Regions from separate parts of the Zea mays genome. Here region 1 is linked to region 2. The links are chromatin contacts, called in public Hi-C maps. All regions are on one chromosome and are shown on one strand. The core of a region is the stretch at or near the end of the contact, and the rest is flanking DNA. Distances in the headings are between cores, read along the strand shown.

Region 1 (5,373 bases), core at 214-2,713, 310 kb before region 2:
GGCAATGCCCCCTAATCCTCCCTAAATTCTATATTATCTACTAATTTCCTTAGGTAATCATCATATAAATAATGTAAAATACCTCCTAACGCCCTTTCTCAATCTAATTTGTCCCTCCCAAACTCTAATCCTGGTTTCACCCCTTGGATTGTGATCCGTGATCGGCGGAAGAGAACCGCTGCTCCCTGCTCCTGTGCCCCAGCCGCTGTCCACTGTCCACCTTCGGACTTTCGGTTAGTTCTCAATCCATATGGATTGAATGAGATTGGGTGAGTTTAAATCTCAAACAAGTCAAAATTTTTCTAAATTTTTTCTAATCCTATCCAATCCATGTATAATGGGAATAACACCTTCGTTCCATGATGGCGGATGCTGCTTTTTCTCTCGAAACCTAGTGGACGCCGAGTAACCTCAGGCCTTTCATCGTTGCTGGCAGCACGAGTTGGAGGTCGACGACCGACACACTCACCTATGTTCCAAAAAAAAGCGTTCATCACGTGCCTTTTTCTGCTCTAAATTTTTATATATATATATATACTTTTTGTAGTTTCAAATAATCTATATGTATTTTAGTTTTACTTATAGACAGAGAAAATGAGAGAGAATATCTATAAAGAGAGGAGAGAGGGGACAAAGGAGCGTCTTCTATCACGATGCTGCAGGCCAGAGGAGGGAACCATCTATACGACATACCATCTCCTTTTATTATAGCAATACCTCTAAGTGTTGAATAGATCCAAAAATTCATGTGGACTTTTTAAAAAGATAAAGATTATTGTACAATAAAGTTTTTCGTGCAACTTGCTATGTAATTAAACTACTAGAAATTATAAAAACCTTTAAAGATATAAATATATTTTACTATTTACTTTACTAACATATCAAATTTTAAGTTCTAATTCATTCTATGTTAAAAGATATAAAAAATTCTACCCGAAATGATAGAATTTTGTTTTTTGGACTGGATATGAAACTCGAGCAAAAAAAACCTTAAATAGCTAATGAAATCACATAAAATTTGTTTGATCTTATCATTAAAAATCGTTACCTTAAAAAGTGTTCTTTTATTATTAGATTACTTTCAAATTTCTCCCGGTTTATAGGAAACAAATAGAATCTTACTAATCAGGTGACTATATTGCTACGACTTTTATATAGTATATTAGTATACTTTGTTTTAATAAAACATAAAAATGTGTGTGTTATGTTGGTTAGTTGGGTGTGGATGTAAAGACGATAAATAAGGTTAAAAAATCTCACATATATGCATAATTTTATGTTGTTTTTGTATAAAATGGGAAAGGTGACGCACCACGATTTTAGGATTTTAGAACTATGGAAATCAGAAAAAAGTGATGCTTTATATAGTAGATAGATAGATAGAGAAGTGAGGTTTAGTTTTACTCTAAAGAAAACGGCGGCCTATCAAAGCTTAAGCATAAACACGAAGCTGGATCGGAAGCCGCCAGCGCTACATCAACACAATACAAAGGTAAAACAAAACGGAAAAGGCAGCGGCGTTTCTCTCCCTCCCTCCCTCCCTCTGCACAAACGCCACGCCGCGAGACTCCCACGCGGTCCGCCCCCGCGTCGTCTGGCCTCGCGATGGCCGCCGCCGCCGACTACGACCGCGCGCACCGCCCGTACGCGGCTCCCGCCCCCGCCGGTGAGTACGACCGCCCCTACCGCAACGAGGTCGTGCCCTACGGTGACCGCCGCATCGACATCATCGTCAAGCCGCCCGCGAGGTCGCCGCCGCCGGTATCCAACAGGGGCGGCGGGGGAGGGGTGGGGTCGGCGTGGTGCTTCAGCGATCCGGAGATGAAGAGGCGGCGGCGGGTGGCCAGCTACAAGGCTTACTCGGCGGAGGGCAAAGTCAAGGCATCGTTCCGCAGGGGATTCCGCTGGATCAAGGCCAAGTGCTCCGAGCTCATCCATGGCTGGTACGGATCACGCCTTCTTCTTCTTCTTCTTCTCCTCCTCCTCCTTCCCCTTTCCCCTTTTATCGGGGTATCCGTTCTTCTTCTCGATATTTTCGGACATAACGGCGATGGCTGCTTTGGTTCCCAAGCATCGGACCTGTCCTTCCGCTGGGTAATGGGACTCTGCACAACAAGTACAGACGTTTTAATCTTCATTGTACTGTTTGTATGGATTATTGGTACGACTGAATGCTAGTCCTTATGCCCCCTCATCATACACCATTGCTTCCTGAAATGGTTTGGGAAGTCACAGGTACATGACACAGATCTGTAGCAGACTACAAGCTCATCAGCACAAGTTGTCATCGTTTTGGCTCACCTCTTAAGCAGCAAGATAGCTTTAGCTCGTTTATCTGATGAAGTGATCATCTGTGATGCACTAGTCGCCTCTAATTTCGTTTTCCCTCTACTTTTTTTTCAGAACCCGGTACCTCGGTGAAATTCTATTGTATTGTATTGGCATGGTGCAAGATGCGGCTACAAAGCGCGAGAGATGGTTGTCTGTTGTTATTTCGCTGATTCGCTCTCAAAATGTGGAAGAGAATTTGTTCTGAGATTGTGTAGAGAACTTTGTTGCCCCCCTGGTTATAGGAAAAGAACTCGATGGAGATCTGCTGAGATTGCTTGTCGCTACCTGCCAATTGCCCCCTAATTCTGTTCAAAAAATGTTTGAAGAAGACTTGAATCCCGGAGAAGAAAAATTCTTTGCACGATAGTACTTTTCTAATATTATCCCCCTGTGCTCATATGCAACTTGGTCGCTGGCCAGGAAAATACAGGCCAGCATGCAACTGCATTTGCTTCGTTTCTTCGTCATTAGCAAATCCCAGAGATGGAGAGACCGTAGCAGATCTTGCGAATTGCGTAGGCGGTCTTTCATGCATTTATTTCGATGAGGAGAGGTCTACACTTAACGCTCTATGATAGGGACATGATCACCTGGATCACGGGAGGGTAAGAAACTTTTTTGTGCCTCAGCGTGGCTTCCTCTTCCGTGTTCTGAATGGAAAAGACCCTCCTAATGGTGTGGTCTTAGCACAAAGTGGCCATGTTCATAGATTCTTCGAGTACTGCCAGGGTCTCTAAACTCCCAAGAGTGGCCAGACATCTCCGCGACTTGTTTGCTTCGAATTAAAGTCAGTTGTTTAGACTGTTGCGGCTATGATCTATAGACAAAAACACTGTATAAACAGTAGAAGTTGATATGAATTAAAGCCAAACAAACAGATATGGTCCAGCTAAATGTAGCTACTCCATCTGTTGTGTACTCCAGATTATGGCATGGTCGATAACACTTCGTGTGAAGTTGGTGGACAACAAGCGCAAATATCCACCGGCTGCACCCACATGGTTTCCAAGCAGGTGTTGCGGCCGCGCGGGTCGGTGCATGATGAGCCGGCGCGAATTCGGCGTCCGGGCGGGCCTTAAACCCGCGTGTGCGCACGTTGGGGATGAGCTGTCCTCAGAGACCTGGAGCCATTCTCATCCTCTTCACCTTAAGATAAATATATCTCTACTCCTATAAACATCAGTTTCCACGGTTCCACCCTCGTCGTGCGTCGTCAAGCAACGTGGACCGTTATATTTTTCAAAAACATGTGTAGATCTTATTTTTCATAACCCAAACTGTTTGTGTCTCTACATTTTTTTTTTTTGAGATTACACAATACAATATAGGTTTTTAAATCCCGAAATATTCTCTTCAGAAGTCAAACCTAAAACCTTAGATGCTACTGAAGCTTTGTAATCAATAAACTACAAGCCCTTTAGTGTGTCTCTACATAACTGAAATGGTCATATAAGCAAGTCTTGTATGTTTTCGGGGACATCCAGCCTGGGCCTTGACTTTCGAACTGAATGTGTTCGGCTTATATGGGCGATTGGGACATTCAGTCTGGGGCCAGTGGGCCTTTACTTTTTCCGAGGTCCTTCGACCTGAATCTATTTGGCGTAGTTGCACTTTTACCTTGTTGGCTTGTTGTGCTGTCCCAGTTCGTTAGTGCGGACAACCTTCTCCTGGCATTTCGTGGCCGCTACTTCTCTGTTCAATGCTAAGCTGGTTTGTCAGATCGATGCCTCGCGCTCGTCATTAGATTAGCGTTTAGCAACTGGAGTACTATATTAGGCCCCATTTGAATACATCCAGCTCGGCAGCTCCTAATAATTAGACCCAGCATCTAATAGGTCAGGTCAGCTATGTCTAGCTAATAACCATCAGTTATCCTAACCCAGCTAATAGCATCTACATGTTGTGAAAAAAAAACACTTCTTCCCTCACACCACTTTTATCTATGTGTATCAATAGCAAATATAACTAGAAGAAGAAGGGCATTAGAGACAAAACGACCAATGCATCTATCTTTAGCTAGTGGATCTAAACAACATCCAACTAATATGTAGCTAGCTAATATTGGACTATTAGGTCAGTCTCAAAGGGAATTCTATAAGAGTTTTATTTGCATTTAATAAGCTGCCACAATAAACACTTTCGATGGTGTTCCAACATTTTTAAGAAGAGAGAACAAAGCTCTCTCTCTTGGTACGATTACCAACTATCTATGATTTATGAAATTGAATGCCTATGAAACTATAGTAGTGGGTGTTCTACCTATGCTTTATTTCATTATATATGACACGATACTCTTAGAAAAAACAAGGCTATGAAACTCTCCATTGCGACTAGCCTTAGTCATGTGAATCTAAATCAGAACACCGGATGATGGTTGACAGCAGTGACCTTGAGTACTATAGGGTATGCAAAGCTCCAAATTCAGCTTACCTGTCCATTAGTTGAGCCTTAGCACAAAAGCAACCTGGGTTTTCTGAACGTGACATCAAGGTGTGTTTGTGAGGAGCAGTTTCGTAGTATGTGCACGACAACACTCTTTGACTCGACTCTCTTTCTCTCTCTATTCCAGCGTGCAACTACTGTTTCTGGTTGTCAGCCTGGGGATACCATGTGGGGGTGTGGCCCACCGGCCCAGACATCGTAGGGACATTACAAATTCGTTACCGCTAAGTTTGCGTTGGCCGACCTGCTGCTCCTCTCGTGCTTTAATTTATATCGTTTCAGGGCAACGACAAGAGACAACAAGTCTTTTTCCTTGGCCGAACTGCTGCTGCAGTATTCGTGCCGTAGCCCGCTGCGATCCTGCACAATATTTTTGGTAGCTTACTGTATCAGCTTTGCACAGTTTTTATTGCACCACCGAGATCTGATCGTGTGTTCGAGACGATGTACGTTGTAGATGACAATGTCTGCAGCATGTCTTTCCAAAAACTAATAAATGGCTACCCATTTCATATTCAAGGACATATTTCGTACGTGTTTCATGCCACTGGCCTAAGCACAGCCTGTGACGCGGGTTGTGCCATGTATAGGCAGCCCCAT
Region 2 (5,983 bases), core at 3,349-5,848:
TTTAGAAGTTCAATGCTAAAATCAAGAATATTAATTTACATAGCAGATTTTATATTATATTTATTCACCATAAAAAAGACAAAAAGAAAACTAATATCCGAATAAGTATCCGTTTTCATCCCTAAATCAATCTACCCTCAATTCTCTTCTAACCAAACAAGCCCTAAAGAGGTTGGGGGAAACAGGAGAGAAGAAAATAGAGGGCATTTTGCATAAGTTGTTTGCTTAAAACAGTTTTATCTCTACCGCTGCTCCACGAGTGAAGGAGCTATGCTAAATAGGGACGAAAATAAAACACAGTGCAATAATAATATATAAAAGAGGCTCAAGGTGTCCAACATGTTTACATCATTCATTCCAGTTTTCGAAATGTATGAACAAACACACAGAAAAAGTTCACGACGTCAACATACACCTTCAAAAATCGCAAGCACTAATTTGCGAGCTTATTTCTTGAACCATGCCAACCCTTATGAGCTCACCCCGAGCTGGATGCGCCAATCCTCAAGCTGCTTTTTCACTTGTTCTGAACCAGTAGAGCCATAGGATATGAACTTGTTTACAGCGTTTTCAACCCCCAGGTATTCATAGACGTCATCCTCAAATACAGGATGGACAGATTTTAGGTCAGCCAATTCAAGCTCAGCTAGCTGACAGTTCTTGGAGACGCATAGAGCAACAGACCTTCCAACTATCTCGTGAGAAGTTCTGAAAGGGACTCCCTGTGAAGCATAGAAAAAGAAATGTTGAGCTACAGTACAGTACTGATAGTTTGCGTCCCTTTGCTATCACCATGTTTTAAAGTTGATGTCTAACTGCTACGTGCAATTATGTTAATATTTTTCCTTTTGGTTTACACGGTCATGAGAGAACAGAGTTTACCTTCTTCACGAGATAATCCGCCAGCGTCGTTGCATCCAGATAACCAGCTGGAAGTGAACTTTGTATTCTTTTTGAATTAAAAGAGATATTTTGAGCAAACTCTGTGCATACTTCAAGCATTCCTAATACAGCTTTCACACTATCAAACAAGGGTTCCTTGTCTTCCTGCTCAGGACGAAAACTTCAGAATACACACTCATGTAAGAGTGGACATACTTATGAGAATTAGGCTCACCTGAAGGTCACGGTTGTAGGCCTGTGGAAGGCCTTTACAGAGGGTTAGAACAGTCATGAGGTCTCCAACAACCCTAGCAGATTTCCCACGAACAAGCTCCATTGGGTCTGGATTTTTCTTCTGGGGCATAATGCTGCTTCCAGTTGAAACTTTGTCACTTGGTATCAGAAACCCAAATTCCTCTGATGCCCAAAGAACCCATTCTTCACCAATTCGCGAAAGATGGACAGCAGCAATCGAATTGGCAGCAAGAAACTCAAGTACAAAATCACGGTCTGATACTGCATCAATGCTGTAGACGAGAAAAAACTTCGAGCTTAAGTGAGGAAGGACTAGCTGAAAGAGAAAAACTGAACAATATGGAATTCTCTGAGTTACTAGTATGACTAGTAACTGAGGGCATGACTGACACTTCTAGTTAATTGGCAGAAAATCACAACACACAAGAATATACAGTACAAAGTGATAGCCCTCTATGGCCTTAGGAACTAGCCGAGAAAATATCCAACACAGAGTAGTCCATAAACAATTCTCAAATTGTCATATCTGTATAGTACTATTTGTTTACAGAAGAAATATGACCATGTAATAAGGCTTGCATTTTCATACATTCCTTTGGCACCACCAAATCGAAGTGCTTGGAAGTATAAAGTTAAGTATATAACAGATTTCATGTGTGCTTGCATGTCAAGATATCCCATTCCAGCAGATGCAGAGTAACTACAGTACAAAAGTTTTAGGTACTCAGTTTCATAACACAGTTCTAGCTTTGTCACGGTTCAAGAGAGTGTTATAGCACAGAAAGTAAGCTACAACACTTGCAGCCTTTTTTGAAATGGATTATTGAAAGAAAGAAATAAAAAAGTTACCTATTCTTCATTGGAGCTGTAAATTTCAAATCTTTAGCAGTTTGAAACCTATCAATGGGAAGTCCAGTTCCAGCCAAAGCACAAGCACCAAGAGGACAGAAATTCATTCGCTCCCTGCAGTTGACCAGCCGACCAGCATCACGCTCCAACTGCACATAGTGTACATCAGAATAAGGTCAGGCAGTCGTGAGTAACCTGGTTTATTCGAAAAGATTACCATAAATTATCTGGGCTACCACAAAAACTGTTTCACGGGGACACAAGCTATAAATAAACCCTTTTACAGAATAAATATACTGCTAGAAATGTGACTTTAATGCTTTGTTATAGATAAGGCTAAAATGGTGAACAGAGCTAGGGGTTCAGGCATTCAGCAGCTCAAAGATTGTAGAGGATAACGCACCTAATTAGACCAAGTTTATTTATATCCTGGACTCCGAAGTTAAGAACTTTTAGTATTAGGTGTGTGTATTATCTGGACTGCACCAGTGGGAGGATTTCAAATCGTGTGAAACCAGTTGTACGTAATTGAACTTATTTTGTTGCATTGGAGATGTCAACATACAAAACTGATTGTTTGAACACAGAATGTTCTCTTTTCTGCACAAAAATTCTTCCCAATTATTCAGTTTAACCGTAAAAATCAACAGAGCTGATATACCACACAAACATTAAGCATTAAGAATATATCTTGGTTACATAGGAGTGCACTAATTTGGTCGCTATATATAGAGAGACATGTGATTTAAGAACTTGTTTGCATCATAACCACAAGGTGCGAATCGGGGAATAATCATCAACTAGAGGTGGCACACATTCAACACTAATATTATAGCTTCCTCGAGTTAAAAAATAACAATAAAGTTTCAATGTCGCGTTATCAAGAAAGCTAAAAAGATTCCAATCACCTGTTCAACATATGATAAGAGAAGATGTGGCAGCAGAACAGGCTGCGCCCTTTGCAGATGGGTATAACCTGGGACTATTAAATCAACATATTTTGAAGCCAAAATAACCAGAGACACCTGAAACAATAAGAGTTATGCTAATATTACAAGTGAACAGCTTCTTCATATATATCGGGAAATATAAAAATTATGCATTAGCATTACAGACTGGAATCACTAATGCAGTCATGAGAATACACAACATCAGCAATCAGGTACTCAAAACAGCTTTTCTTAAAGTCTTTACTTGAAAACATTAATGTATTATTTTGCATCAGTTCTACATCAAGAAGCAGGAAGGTTAACCAGAAGTTCTCTCAGAAATTCCTACCCTAAATTGACATTACAGAATGAAAAATAAAAAGAATCATTGGATTTTCAAACGAGCAAGATTTTCTTAATTGTTAGAATGGCCACGTGTTAATTGAGCAAAAAAGTAGAAAACAAAATAGTGCCACACTGGCAAGCAGTGAAAGATAGAAAAGAAATGTGAACATGATAGTGGCAGGACTTCATGAGCAACATAGAGTAAATTCAGAGCAAACCTGAAGCTGCTTGATACGAATCAAAATCCTGTCAATAGCATCACGGCACCATAGCCTTAGATCCGTCACAATTTGGTCATTGCGGCTCCTAGCAGTATGCAACTTCTTGGCTGGCTCACCAACCCTTTCAATTAGAGCCGCTTCAATGTTCATATGCACATCCTCCCGGTCCTTCCTCCACTCAAATTTGCCTTCTTGGATCAGCCTCTCTATCTGATCAAGCCCCTCTAAGATGATATCCCTATCAGTAGCTGTTATCAAACCCTGCATTGCAAATTATTCAGAAACCCAACTCAAATATTGTGATAATAAGCTTTTTAAGTAACATATAGCTTAAGGATTAAGACAGTCAATTTGATTCACCATTTCACCAAAATACAACGAACAACATTTCTGGTAAAACCTTGTGGGTAGTCAGATTAAACTTCCTCAGTGCCACCTGGCAGAAAGCTAGCGGATTTGAACACCTATGGATCCCAGCAACAGCATAGCAGAGGAGCACAACGAAGAAGCTGACATTTTCTCGAGCACATGGCGAGTAAGATGGTTCATAGCGGGCTGACCCCGACAAACAACCCCCAACCTGTCCGACGGAGCCCCAACCTGACGGGACATCCAGTTGGTCGAACACCTAGACGACACCGACCGCCGAGGAGCGTGCAGGATATACCTGGCCAGCGAGCATGGAGGCGTGGGCCTTGCTGCCCATTATGTCGTATTTGTAGAGCTGCCAGTCGTAGGATATGGACTCCGTGAAGCGCTCCACGGCGTCGGTGACGCCCTCCTCGAACCGCCCGCCCCACAGCTTGGTTTCCCTCTTATCTTCGCTCTCCGAGGACGCCATCGAGGTGGAGGCCGCCGCGACGAGCGGGAAAACGGCGCTGCGGTCCCGGAGGGTGACGCGACCGGATGACGGGGTTATGCGGGCACAAGAGGGCGAGGCGGGTGCCCGGAAGATTAGGGATTGGGAAGTGAATGCCATAGGCGTCCTCTCGCCGTTGTTTGACGCGGCGGCGCGGCGGCGTAGTAGGTGTTGGCTCGGGGGGTTTTGGCGATTGTCCTGAGGACAGTCCACACAGGCTGACCAGGGACTACCAGAGGCTATGACCTAGAGATCAGTGAGTCCGAACCCCTTCTCCGTTGGACACTTCTTTCGTTAATTTCATTATTTTCTATGAAATTAAACACTTAGGGCATGTTTGGAGGATCTCAAATCGGCTCCGACTACAGCTTTTAGAGGAATTCTCCCAAACGATCTCAAAAAAAAAAGAACTCTCAACAAAGATCATTAAAGAGTCAGAGCCATTTTTATAGAGAAGAGTTGGAGCCAAAAAAAAAATTGGCTCCTAGCGGCTCCTCTCACTCCTCTTCTCTCGCGTCAAGAGGAACTGTTTTACCAAACGATTTGTTAAAAAAACACTGACTCCTATAGAGAAGTTGTTCTTAAAGAGAAGTCAGAGCCGGAGTCACTTTTAGAGAGCCTCGTGTCAAACGGGGCCTTAGGTTATTCATAATGGGAGTTTCGTAGCACTATTTACAACGTTGTCACATTATCATAAGTGATATGAAACTATGAATGAAACAATGTTTCTCAGCGCAATATTACACGTCACTATTTCATATGCTACCATATCAATTAAATGTCGCAAATCAGTGGCCAATAGAAGTTAGTAAATTATGTGAATATGAAACAAATCATTCTTGATGGAGGTTTCACACGGTTTTTAAGACCTTGGAAACAAGTTGACATGGTTCATCCCCATGAAACTAATTTCATCACATGAAACTCGATCCTCTTAAATGCTATACTATGTTAAAAAAACTGACGTGATACACTATTAAATGTGCATGAAACCACCGCTCAGAATAGCCTTATTATTTTTATTATATATATATATATTATCAGTATTTTTGTGGATAATAGTAATTATTATTGAATATATTTTACAATAAACTTATTTAGAGATATAAATATTGTTAATATTTTCTATAACTCTAGTTAAATTTAGAAATGTTTACCTTGCATGTAACATAAGAACCCAAAGCGACACTATTTTGGGAGGATGGGAGTTTGTATTCAGAAAGATCAATTCCACGTCAACCAACGTTACGAGTATAGATGGCCAAAAAGCACGAGGCCCGTGAGCCCGGCACGAAGCCCGCTTTTTGGGCCCGGTCCGAGCCCGGCACGGTAGAATAAGCGGGCGGGCTTGACAGGAAACTAGGCACGGCGGGCTAGCCCGGCACGGCCCGTTTACCTCTAAGCCCGTTAAGCCCGTTTTTTTACACTAAAACGTGCTTACCGGCCCGTTTAGCCCGCTTTTCGGCCCGTTATTTCGTGCTAAACGGGCCGGCTCGGCCCGTTTAGACCCGCTGCGGGCCGGGCTTGGACAGAAACTTAAGCCCGCTGGCTCAGCAGGCCCAGCCCGGTTTTGGCCGGGCTTCACCGGGCCCGGGCCGGCCCGTTTGGCCATCTCTAGTTATGAGCTGGAACAGCTTACCGTT

What was found. A called contact is a pair of places that touch in the nucleus more often than the background predicts.
Region 1: a Hi-C map of tassel shows a contact between it and region 2, with 3 times the contacts expected there. The contact joins the promoter of LOC103639235 here to the promoter of LOC100191977 in region 2. A contact is called at or near these places in 3 of 25 Hi-C or Micro-C datasets (ear, leaf and tassel).

Annotation. Positions count from the first base shown.
Region 1 is chr9:142,472,073-142,477,445 of Zm-B73-REFERENCE-NAM-5.0, reverse strand. LOC103639235 reads left to right here and starts at 1,463. Exons shown (of 2, transcript XM_008662003.4): 1 at 1,463-1,943; 2 at 2,404-2,709. The coding sequence starts at 1,606. The coding sequence ends at 2,404.
Region 2 is chr9:142,166,026-142,172,008 of Zm-B73-REFERENCE-NAM-5.0, reverse strand. LOC100191977 (argininosuccinate lyase) reads right to left here and starts at 4,598. Exons shown (of 7, transcript NM_001137401.1): 1 at 4,149-4,598; 2 at 3,479-3,742; 3 at 2,895-3,011; 4 at 1,987-2,135; 5 at 1,118-1,409; 6 at 883-1,047; 7 at 314-722. The coding sequence starts at 4,460. The coding sequence ends at 471.